Linked DNA regions of Mus musculus: regions 2 and 3 are each linked to region 1. The links are chromatin contacts, called in public HiChIP or PLAC-seq maps. All regions are on one chromosome and are shown on one strand. Each heading gives the region's core, a stretch centred on a gene start, on an enhancer-like site or on the middle of the called end of the contact. The rest is flanking DNA. Distances are from core to core; before and after follow the strand shown. Region 1 overlaps Necab1 (N-terminal EF-hand calcium binding protein 1). Region 2 has its middle 24 kb from the start of Necab1. Region 3 holds the start of Otud6b (OTU domain containing 6B).

Region 1 (3,671 bases), core at 717-3,216:
TCAGTGGATGGAAGATACTGTTGGGTAGTTCACACATAAACGTTACATATAAACATTTCATGAGACGTGTGTGTGTGTGTGTGTGTGTGTGTGTGTGTGTGTGTGTACTAAGGATTGAATCCAAAGGCTAATACATGCTAGTCAAGTTCTACCTCTGTAGTACATTCATAATTCTTTCTGTGTTTGAGAGAAAGTCTCACTAAAATTGCCCAGGTTGGACTTGAACTCATTCTGTCACTTCGGCAATGCCTCATTGCGTTATCTTCCTGTCTCAAGGAGCTGGGACCACAGGCCGGTGTGAGCATGTCTGCCTTCATGAGGTTCTTGATGATGAAAGTTGAGGTTTGCAGTCAGTGAGATTGCCCAAGACACAAGGCTGTGTATCCCTGGCTTTAATTCCCGTTTCCTTCTAGCTTTTTTCCCAAGACCTGATAAGTAGGTTTCACCATAAATAAAAAATTAATTAACCACCAGGAAGAAGAGCAGAACACAGACATAATACATGTGTTTCTATGAAGACAGTTGTACATCACACAAACACACATCTGCTAATGTTTAAAGACCATTAGGGAATGCAGTTGAAATAATTTCACAGGAAGGGGTATATGTTGTGGAAGTTTTCTGAAAACAGGTGAGTTTGGGCCTGTGCTGTGGATGTCTGACAGCATGAGAGAGCAGCTGAGTGGATATTTAAGGAGCAGCCTGGCCAGGTCTGAGGCATGTTAAGAAGCAACACATACTGCTGGATTATGGACAGATGACCGTGTATATGGGATTCCGTGTCTAGACAAAGAGCTAGCATTCGACAGGATATGCCTTGGAGGGGCACTGTAGAGTTCCCATGGCAGGAATTCTACCATTGTTTGTGGAAAATGATGCACATACTGATTTACGGGACCAGTCATATCAAGAAACTACAGATGCAGTTTAGCATGTTCTATTACTCTTTACATAACAGCTGAGAGGAAGCTATGAAGTGAAGAGAGAAAATAAATGCTGCCGCTGCTTCTGTGAAATAATCATGGTCTGAGAGCATAATTTTGGAGAGCCCTTCTATTTCCACAATGGCAGAAATGATCATTAGTCCACAGGGCAATCAAAGCCAGACCCCCATGAGTGAAAGCCTTCTCTACAAAGATGATTTTCAACGAGTGCTGGTTGCTGTGTGCAGAAGGGGGAAATTTCGATCTATTTGAAACCTTCCTCATTCACAGTTTATTTCCATTTTATTTCCCTCGGTGTGCCAAATGATTAAATCAACGCTGGTTCAAGGATCAAACAAAATATCCTGCTAAACTCTGCAAATGTCATAACCTAGATGGCTGGATGGCTCCGCAGAATTTAACAGGAGGATTTGAAAATGCCTATATAAAGGAAGGCTACTGGTTTTTCTGAGTTAATTTTGTGTCCGGCCACTTTACAGAAGGTGTTTATCAGCTTGATAATTTTTCTCTGGTGGAAGTTTTGGGGTCACTTGTGTATACGCTATCATATTATCTGCAACTAGTGATACTTTTGAGTTCTTCTTCTCCAATTTGTATCCCCTTGATCTCCTTTAATTGTCTTATTGCTCTAGCTAAAACCTCATACTGAAGAATGCTCTGGAACCTCCCCCCACCCCCATCAAACCTCCCACTTTTGCCAAGGGTGAAAGGCTGGCAGTGGGGGAGGGGCTGGCTTGCATATGAGCACTCACCGCAGGCATCCACTTTGAGCTGAAGCACTCTCCACATAGTGCTTCAGAGCAAGCTGGAATTCTTCCAGATCCTCTTCTGTCACAGACATCTGGCGCTGCACAAGCATGATGTGCTGAGGAGGAAAGGGAGGTTATTGTCTCACAGGCACCCACAGGACTGCCAGCCAGAAACTTAACCGGGAAAGATGCAACTATTCCCTACCCGAAGTGATACAGAAGCCTGAAACTATGTAGCAACGGAAGCTAAACAAAGTGCCCTTTGCGAGAGACAGATCCTCTTTCAAAGCAAGACAGCCAATTAGAATCACCCAGGAGATTTCAGCATCACCTCTCTGTGGGGCAGAGGTAGCAGAACATAGGCACCAGCATCTTAAAACTTCCCGAAGTGCATTTGATGGGGCAGTCGTTGCCACTGCCCCAAAGCTGCTAAGTTTTAAAGAGAACTTCTATGGGTCTCTGCATAGCTCAGTTTCTTGGATATTTTGTGACACCAGATAATGGGCGGTTACTACAAATTTGCTTTTTAAGAATGTGAGCTTACTGATGCATTTCTAATGCTTCACCAGTGATTTAAAAGGTATTGTGGCAAATATTAATATTAATTGGGGGGTTTCTAATCTGCCTTAGATAATTCAGTTCCCACATAAAAGACACAAAACTCATATTTACAATAAGCTTTAACGGCACTAGTGCTGGGCAGCTTTTAACCCTCCATGGCTATTTTGTCTACTTCCCTGTAAATAAACCCAAGATATGACTTGCCATGTTCGGCTTGGGCTACTTATTCCAACTGGCCAGCCCTCATGGACAGTTCTTAGGATCCCTTACCACATGGCATCTTCTTCTCTTTCCACCTTCTCTTCCTCAGTCAGAGTGGTCCTGCCTCAGACTCCAGGCCTGGGAACTGAAGTCCTACCTACTTCTCTTCTGTCCAGTTATGGGCTGTAGGCATCTTTATTGACCAATCAGGGATAACTTGGGGAGCAAGGTTATGTTATGCCCTGAGTCCATGGGAAACCCAGACTGAGCCCAAGAATTGTGAATTCAACTGCAACTTGCAAAAGTCTTTTTAGTGTTTCAAGTCTTGACTTAGATCACATGCCCCACACTCACAGGGTAAATGCAGGCATGCGATGCTGAGTCTGTAAAACATTGGGTTTATATACAGTATAGTTAGGAATCCCCTGAATTCTCTGGGAAAAGGGGAGTGGAGGGCTGTAATCATTTGGTGGGACAGAACTGAAGCTGGGAGGGGGATAAATCGGTGTCTGTTGTGGGGTTATCAGGGACTAATTTTATGGCTGGGCATTAACTATCTGTGACCTCTGATTACCTTTTCTCCATGATTTAAACGTGGGGCCTTAATCTTCTTTGAATTTATTTCTCTAAAGGTCTCAAAGACAAGCACCTGGAGAGCTCTCAGAGGGAGGGCTAGATTCACAGAGGCAGGGAGGCCAGCTCAAGCTAGCATCTGGCTCCGCTGGGTGTTTTATTAAGGGGGGTTTATGGGCAGTGTCATCCTAGCCTGGGCTGGGTTTCCTCAGAGTGGCTAGAGACAGGGAGGGAGCCCTGGGTTTGCTGCAGGGGGACACAGTGCAGAAACCAGCTGCCTGCATACTGTGCTTGCCACAGAAGGGGCAGGGCTTCTGTGGGAAAATATGCAGAGGCAAACTGTCTACAACATTGGAGTCTCTTTGGTGAGGCTTCCAAGAAGCAGGGCAATTAACCACAGAGAGATAGCATCAGTAATTCAGGGGCTACAACAGTTACACAGCATCACTTGGTTTATGTGAGGATCTCCTTGTTCCTGAGAGCCACCAGACCTTGAGGGCCAGTATTTAACATTATAGTATACAGCAAGAGACCAAACCTCAATAGGCTATCATATTTTGCCCATTTACAACATGTGCTATTCAGAATGCCGTAACCCTTTGTGATGTTTGATACCAATAACTTGACCAGATCTAGAATCACC
Region 2 (3,671 bases), core at 561-3,060, 210 kb after region 1:
AGAATTTAACTCCACAAGTATGAGACACTATGCTCTACCATGTGACTATAATTCAGTCATATTTATAAACCTTCTAAAATATGATAATTGGTGTACTAATCATAAATACTAGAACTCCATGTGAATGCCGAGTGCCTTCATTTTACACATAGCAATTGGCGCCAAGAGCAGATTTTTAGTCTCCAAACATAAAACTCATAGAATGGGTCTTGACAGTAGCTATCTAAAAAGCTGTGTTTCTCTCATAAATACTTGTTTTGCACATATAGAATCTGGTCCTTTTGGCCAGGAACTTAGAACACCATATATAAAAAAATCACTATCAAGGAGCAAAATATGGTCCTACACATATAGGGCCATGATGATAACATTTCATGACTGAAATCCCAATTTTCAAACATGCAGCTTATGTCTACAAAGTAGGAAACTGGTTGCTTCAGGTATGAGTAACAAACACTAAACATGGCCTCATGTCTGAAGCCGGGGATTTCAGACACAGTAACTGGCTTATTAGTGGCAGACACTTGTTCCCTGCAGCATGTGAGCTATTACCCACACAATGCTACTTATACACCAAGTGCTGGGACTAAACTGTGATCTCTTCAAATTCACTTACAGAAGACCTCTTTCCAGGTTGACTAGATTTGAACACTGTGCCTTTAAGGATATCATTACAGTTAAATGATGTTATGAAGGTGGGGCCCTAATCTGCTCAAGATCAGGATGCTCATTAGAAGAAACAGAGATACCAAGGGCTTTTCTCTAGTTTACACAGAAGGGTGATAGGAGGCCACGGTGAGAAAGGGCTTTCTGGAAACTGGGTTAGGTGAGTGTGGTGCTTCACATCACTAATCTCAGCTCTCTCATCACATGCAGGAGTAACACAAGTTCAAGGCAAGCTGAACTAGATAGTGAGACTTGTCTGAAAGGAAGAAGCTCTGAAGCGGTATCTTAGTGGAAGAATAATTGTATGACACACACCTGATACTAGGTTCTATTCCCACTCCTATGTGGTAGGGAGAAACCATCCCAGATCCTGAATTTGCTAATACCTTCAACTTGGATTTTGGCCTGAAACTATGACAAAATTAATTTCACTTGGCTGTGATATTATATATCATACTGTGGCATCCAGACTACTATGCCACATATGAAATTAAATCTCCAACCATTCATTTAAGTCATAGGAGCTCTTTCCCAGACATAAAACATGATCAAACTGGTTTCCATGTATGGAATCTATCCCTTTAATCATGAAAATATTTACACATCCTAGGCTAATAAACAAAGTATGAATATGGTCTTAAAGGTGTCCTGCCTTGGGCAGCTATGGGGATAAGGGGAGGCTAGTCGCCATTGGGGCATCCCGTCTGGTAGTAGCCGAGTGAGAGATGGGTCCGAGGCGGCGAGGGGCTCAGAGTGGCGAGCTCAGAGCAGGAGAGAATGGAAGGCGTGAGGCGCGGGTGGCGGGGCTTGAGTCGGGAGGGGCGGGGTGGGGCGTGGCACGCATCTGATGAGTTTAGCACACATGGTGAGGACTCTAGCATGTATTTGTTCTTTCATTAAACAAAAACCCGCATCAACTAATATGAACAAAGTTTCTAATGACCTTTAATAAGAATATTTTTCAAATTTTGTGTCTACCCATAAAGATGAAAATCATGTAAGAAACTTCTTAGCAGATTATATTTTAGAGATTATTATTAGGCATGATGGTTTAGATAGGATTTAGTAGTGTATCCAGTGAGGACTCATATGATGGAGACAGAATCCTGCATGTGTCTGTACAGTAGGTGGCATTGCCCTACTAAGGGATGCTGCCTACCAGATGGTGCTCAGCTCACTGTGAGTGCTGCCTCCAGGACTCAGAACAGTTATTAATGTGGTCAAGAGCAAGTTGTAGGGAGAGTAAGTCAGCTCTTGAATCCCTCATGCTTCCTGTCTGGTGATGAGCTGTCTCTCTTTCATCTGTTCCTTTGCCATCTTGCAAGAGGCCCTCATCAGAGGCAAGATGATGCTGGGCCATTGCATTTGAATCTCCAGAATTAGGAGCTAGAGTTAATCTATTCATTTGTTTTATTACAATAATTTTTAAAACGGACTAATATCCAGGGTAAAATGCAAGGCTAATGCAGAAGGTGAAAAATCTGTGCCTTCATACAGTAGTGAAAGAAACTAAGTAAGGGTTTCATAGAGGGAATTTAAAAATACTTGAAAAAGTCTTCAAAATTCCAACTTTTAAACCGTTTTGTTTCTATAATAAGTCTTAGAAAGTTTAGATAAGGAAGATGAATGAATGCAGGCGAGCAGGATATGTATATGTAAATGTAGATGATGTATATATATATATATATATGTATATATATGTATGTGTATATATATATGTGCATATATATATATATATATGAGAGAGAGAGAAAGAGAGTTTCTTAAGAACTCTGTACCCCAGTAAAATGCTGCATAGAGTTTATGTAAATCATGGAGTAATGAAGCTAATTATGTACACACAGTACAGTGGAGCACTTCTCTGCCACTCTATGGGTATATGAAATCCTTTTAACTCAAATGCCCATTATATATTCTTAAATGAGAATAGCAGTGGGTATAGTAGTCTGCAGTTGATATTACTAGATAAAGTATGGAGATATAAGCACCATTATATTTGCTCAGTTGTTCACGGACTGTAAGATTTGGATAGTTTTACAATTTGTTTTGTACGTGCATATTACTTTTCAAAAATCATTGAGCAACTTTAAATGAAAAAGAGATTTTTGCTTATATACTTAAATATATGCTTATTTTCTTAGACTAAAAGAGAATTATATAATGTAGACCCTGGTTTACAACACAATCCTTTAAGAAAATTCAGTCATTGAGAATAATTTCCCATTACTATAACTCTTATGCCACCTTCTGGTCTAAATATAATCAACCTAACTGAAACTGTCTAGCGTTGCCTGATTGTGTTTCAGTGCTATTTCAGCTAGCTTGCTTTTTCCCTTTTTTTTTTTTAATTAGGTATTTTCCTCGTTTACATTTCCAATGCTATCCCAAAAGACCCCCATCCCCTCCTCCCCATCCCCTACCCACCCACTCCCCCTTTTTGGCCCTGGCGTTCCCCTGTACAGGGGCATATAAAGTTTGCAAGTCCAAAGGGCCTCTTTTTCCAGTGATGGCTGAATAGGCCATCATACATATGCAGCTAGAGACAAGAGCTCCAGGCTACTGGTTAGTTCATATTGTTGTTCCACCTATAGGGTTGCAGATCCCCTCAGCTCCTTGGGTACTTTCTCTAGCTCCTCCATTGGGGTCCCTGTGATCCATCCAATAGCTGACTGTGAGCATCCACTTCTGTGTTTGCTAGGCCCTGGCATAGTCTCACAAGAGACAGCTATATCTGGGTCCTTACAGCAAAATCTTGCTAGTGTATGCAATGGTGTCAGTGTTTGGAAGCTGATTATGGGATGGATCCCTGGATATGGCAGTCACTAGATGTTCCATCCTTTTGTCACAGCTCCAAATTTTGTCTCTGTAACTCCTTCCAATGGGTGTTTTGTTCCCATTTCTAGGAAGGTTTGCTTTTTCCCTTTTTGAATCAAGTATTTCTTTGCATCCCAAATACAGCATAAAACACAAACTGTAAATGTACACTTTGTGATCATGTGAAAGCA
Region 3 (3,671 bases), core at 301-2,800, 140 kb before region 1:
GGTGGCGCACACCTTTGATCCCAGCACTCGGGAGGCAGAGGCCGGCGGATTTCTGGTCTACAGAGTGAGTTTCAGGACAGCTTTCTCTACTTAACTATAATTTCATATTTATTGTCCCATGTGGAGAAATTTATTCTAGGGTTGATTAAGAAGCTTTGCCGAGGTTACAATCTCATTCATCAGGAGTTCCTGACGAGCAGTCTCGGCTGCCAACTTTCACTCAAGGCAAACCTTATCTGGCAATAACTTATACTTTACATGGTTATTAGGTTAAGGAAGTAGGCACTTTTTTGCTGTTCTTCCATTTAAAAAAAGAAAATCTGCCCATAAACCTGGTCACAAAAATACTAAAGAAATGTACAGCTAGGTGTGGTGGTGCATGCCTGTAATCCCAGCACTTGTGAAGTCACACCAGTAGGATCTGAAGTTAAAGTTCAAGGTTTAGCCTCTGCTCCAAATCCACATGGGTGACAGCCTAGACTACAAGGCACTCTGTCTAAAAAAACTAATGTCGAGGAAATGTGATGTGTGACTGTATGACTCGATTTCAGAATTTTGAGACCGTATTCAATAAGCAGTTCAACACACTCAGACAGCTGTTTGCTCGGGCTCAGAGACAAGCTTCGCTCCCCATACCTTACTGTCCTTGAAAGTCAATTGCTTCAATTGCTCCAGTTCTTCCCTGTGTTTTTGCTCCATTTCTCTTTCCAATTTAGCAACATCTTCCGTGAGCTGCTTCCTCCTCTTTTTGTCGTTTTTGGGAACAGCGTTCTTCATTCCCTGAATTTTGGCTAAAAAAAGTCATCAAAACAGCCGTGTCAGAGCCCCCGGACCAAAAAGCGAAAAGCAGTTAAGAGGGTGGGAAGAGGTACAATTATAGAATGTAAAGTAATTATAGAAGCAATTAATCATGACACAACAATCAGCTACGGAGAAAGGTCCGGATGAGGCTTGCGACCCAACGTAAACACAATCTCGAATTTGTTTGGTTTGACAGGGCAAAACCAAGGTTAAAAAACTATACTAAGGTAAAACTTCTGCCTTTTAAATATCTTTCTCTGTGACCGACAAGCCAAGGAGAAGCAATTCAGACCACACCACTAAGGCCAGGCGTCGGGATCGGGGGCAGGAATGGGAAGGGAGGAAGAGGAGGTCCAAGACTTTGGTCTCCAGGCACATCACTCAGCAGCAGCACGTGCACCGGACCCGCTAGGGGTCCACGGCAGGTCGCACACGGGGACATCTCCGGGGACTGCAAATAAGGGGGTCGAGGGAATGGGGAAAGCTGGAGAAGACTGATCAAAAGTTATCTGAGGGAAAGCCTAGACGGATCCAGGACGTGTGCCCGTCCAGGTACCAGAGGACACACTCCACGCTCCCAGCCTTGGGTGTGGACGCCTCTTACATTCCCAGCCCCTTTCCCGTCACCTTGCAGCTCCTTCTTCTCCTTCCGATGCCTTCTCACCAGCTGCTCCTCATCATCGAGCTCTTCAGCCACGACCTCCTCCATGACGACCAGGCGGCCCGGCACCCGCGCTGAAGGAGATCCGCACCTCAGGAGGGCCAGCACCTCCCACTCCTCAACCCTCACCCGGGGCGCCATTGGCCGCCGGGAAGGCCCAGCCCCGCCTCAAGGCGGCTCCGGATCCAGGTCTAACCACTGAAACCGGGAGACGCCGACATGGGCTAGGGCGCCTGCGCGCTCGGACCGCTCTGGGCGGCGCGCCGGAAGCTGGGATTGTGCGATTAAGGACGCGCCCGGCGCTGGAGCAACCGCAGCACAAAGCTACGCGCCAGGCGATTGGCCCTGACGGGGCGCACGGAGATGACATCACGGACGTTCTTTCGCACAGCTTTCAATTTGTGCTTTAGAACGCTCCGTAGTTGTCCTCTTTGCCAAAACATGTTGAAAAGATTTTTTTTTTAATTTTAATAAAAGCGTGGTTTGTTTTCAATGAGGATCTTTACGTTATATTAGTCATACACTAGGGAATGGTTTGTTTTTTGTTTTTTTACAATGTGGTAAAAGGGGAAACGCTAAGTAAGGAATGCCTACTCTTGAAATAAGTGATGAAAGAGATAAAAAAGGACTAAGCTTAGTAAAGTCCATTTGCTAAATTCAGTTGTAAAACGATTAACAGTGATGTCAGGGTGTTTTGAAGATTTGAGGCAAGATTTAACAAATGTAACTCGTGTGCCACAAAAACAAATTAGCAAAGGCAAACAAGAATGCTCACGGAATGGTGGCAGGAGTGGAAGACTCAGAGTGTTGGTCCAGTAAAATTTAAAAAAAAAAAAAAATCTCTATTTAGGGCTGATTGTGGTTGTGTAGGCCTTTAATCCCAGCACTTAGGAGGCAGGCAGGCAGATCTCTGTGAGTTTGAGGCCAGCCTGTCTACATAGGGAGTTCCAGGATGTCCAGAGAGTTACATAGGTGAGACCCTGTCTCAAAAGTCGATAGACAGGGGCTGGCGAGATGGCTCAGTGGATAAGAGCGCCAACTGCTCTTCTGAAGGTCCCGAGTTCAAATCCTAGCAACCACATGGTGGCTCACAACCATCCATAGCGAAATATGATGCCCTCTTCTGGAGTGTCTGAAGACAGCTACAATGTACTTTCATATAATAAATAAATAGATCTTAAAAAAAATAGATAGACAAACATATTCTTTTTTATATATAAATGCCTGAGACAGAACAAAACAAATGAAGTTGAAATAATATTTCTGGAAATAATTGAAAACTTATTTCCAGAGATGAATAATGAACTGCACCTACAACTGTATAAACCTGTAAGGGGTTGTATTAGTCAGGGTTCTCTAGAGTCACAGAACCTATGGAAAGTCTCTATATAGCAAGGGAATTTATTGATGACTTGCGGTCTGTAGCCCAAACTCCCCAACAATGGTGAGCAGCAGCTGTGAATGGAAGTCCAAGGATCTAGCAGTTGCTCAGTCCCACAAGGTAGGCAGGTGAAGAAGACAGAGTAAATCTTCCTTCTTCCAACATACTTATGGAAGTCTTCAGAAGGTGTGGTGCAGATTAAAGGTGTGTTCCACCACGCCTTTAATCCCAGATGACCTTGAACTCAGAGATCTCCCTATCTTAATCTTCTGGGATTCATAGCCACTATGCCTCAAGAGCTCCATGCCAAGATCTAGGTCAGAAACTTGCATCTCCCAGCCTCCAGATTAGGATCATAGGTGAGCCTTCCAATTCTGGATTGTTTTTCATTCCAGATATAGTCAAGATGACATCCAGGAATAGTCACTACAGGGATACATTTAAATTAATTTTGGTGAAGAGAAAAGAACAACTACACATATCCTGTTTTGTTTTGTTTAATTTCAATGTTGTGGGCGAGTGTTATACAAGTATCTAGACTAAGAAATCCAGTTATGACCTAAGATACTTTTCTTGCAACTCTAAAAAGCCAAAAAGCAGTGCAATAAAATCACAGAGAAATGTAATTTTTATATGAGAGCTGTATACCCTGCCAGGCTTAGAGACTGGAAATTTCTGGAGTTAGACTAAATACATTTTGCATTATGATGTGGACATCAGGCTATAGGGCCAGGAAGTGGAAGTTGGTTTGAATAAGAATGTACCCCCAAAGGCTCAGATATTTGAAGACGCGGTCCCCAGTTGGTGGTGCTATGTGGGTCGGAGCAT

The links. HiChIP or PLAC-seq counts read pairs in DNA pulled down with a chosen protein or histone mark.
Region 2: an H3K4me3 HiChIP or PLAC-seq map of the SCID.adh cell line shows a contact between it and region 1, with 8 times the contacts expected there. The contact joins two enhancer-like sites. A contact is called at or near these places in 1 of 39 promoter capture datasets (hippocampal neurons), 4 of 15 datasets of contacts at CTCF or cohesin (hippocampal excitatory neurons, large pre-B cells, liver and 1 more), 99 of 484 Hi-C or Micro-C datasets (3T3-L1-derived adipocytes, the AML12 cell line, the AtT-20 cell line and 57 more) and 11 of 115 datasets of contacts at active chromatin or transcription factors (PVALB interneurons, the SCID.adh cell line, SST interneurons and 7 more).
Region 3: an H3K4me3 HiChIP or PLAC-seq map of the SCID.adh cell line shows a contact between it and region 1, with 19 read pairs. The contact joins the promoter of Otud6b here to the enhancer-like site in region 1. A contact is called at or near these places in 8 of 484 Hi-C or Micro-C datasets (the G1E-ER4 cell line, Sertoli cells, cerebral cortex and 3 more), 3 of 115 datasets of contacts at active chromatin or transcription factors (the SCID.adh cell line, bone marrow-derived macrophages and neural progenitor cells) and 2 of 9 other capture datasets (adipose tissue and pancreatic islet).

The regions. Positions count from the first base shown.
Region 1 is chr4:14,964,210-14,967,880 of GRCm38.p6, forward strand. It overlaps Necab1 (N-terminal EF-hand calcium binding protein 1), which reads right to left. Exons shown (of 13, transcript NM_178617.4): 10 at 1,697-1,809. Among named protein-coding and RNA genes, the nearest start is that of Gm11837, 35 kb to the left of the region's middle. Within about 2 kb of position 1,967, at least 49 of the 459 cell types and tissues checked have an H3K27ac peak or open chromatin away from gene starts, as enhancers often do. A contact at or near this core is called in the SCID.adh cell line, Sertoli cells and neural progenitor cells, where this site is marked.
Region 2 is chr4:15,170,926-15,174,596 of GRCm38.p6, forward strand. No RefSeq gene overlaps it. Among named protein-coding and RNA genes, the nearest start is that of Necab1, 24 kb to the left of the region's middle. Within about 2 kb of position 1,811, at least 1 of the 459 cell types and tissues checked has an H3K27ac peak or open chromatin away from gene starts, as enhancers often do. A contact at or near this core is called in the SCID.adh cell line, where this site is marked.
Region 3 is chr4:14,824,863-14,828,533 of GRCm38.p6, forward strand. Otud6b (OTU domain containing 6B) reads right to left here and starts at 1,551. Exons shown (of 7, transcript NM_152812.4): 1 at 1,429-1,551; 2 at 637-791. The coding sequence starts at 1,510.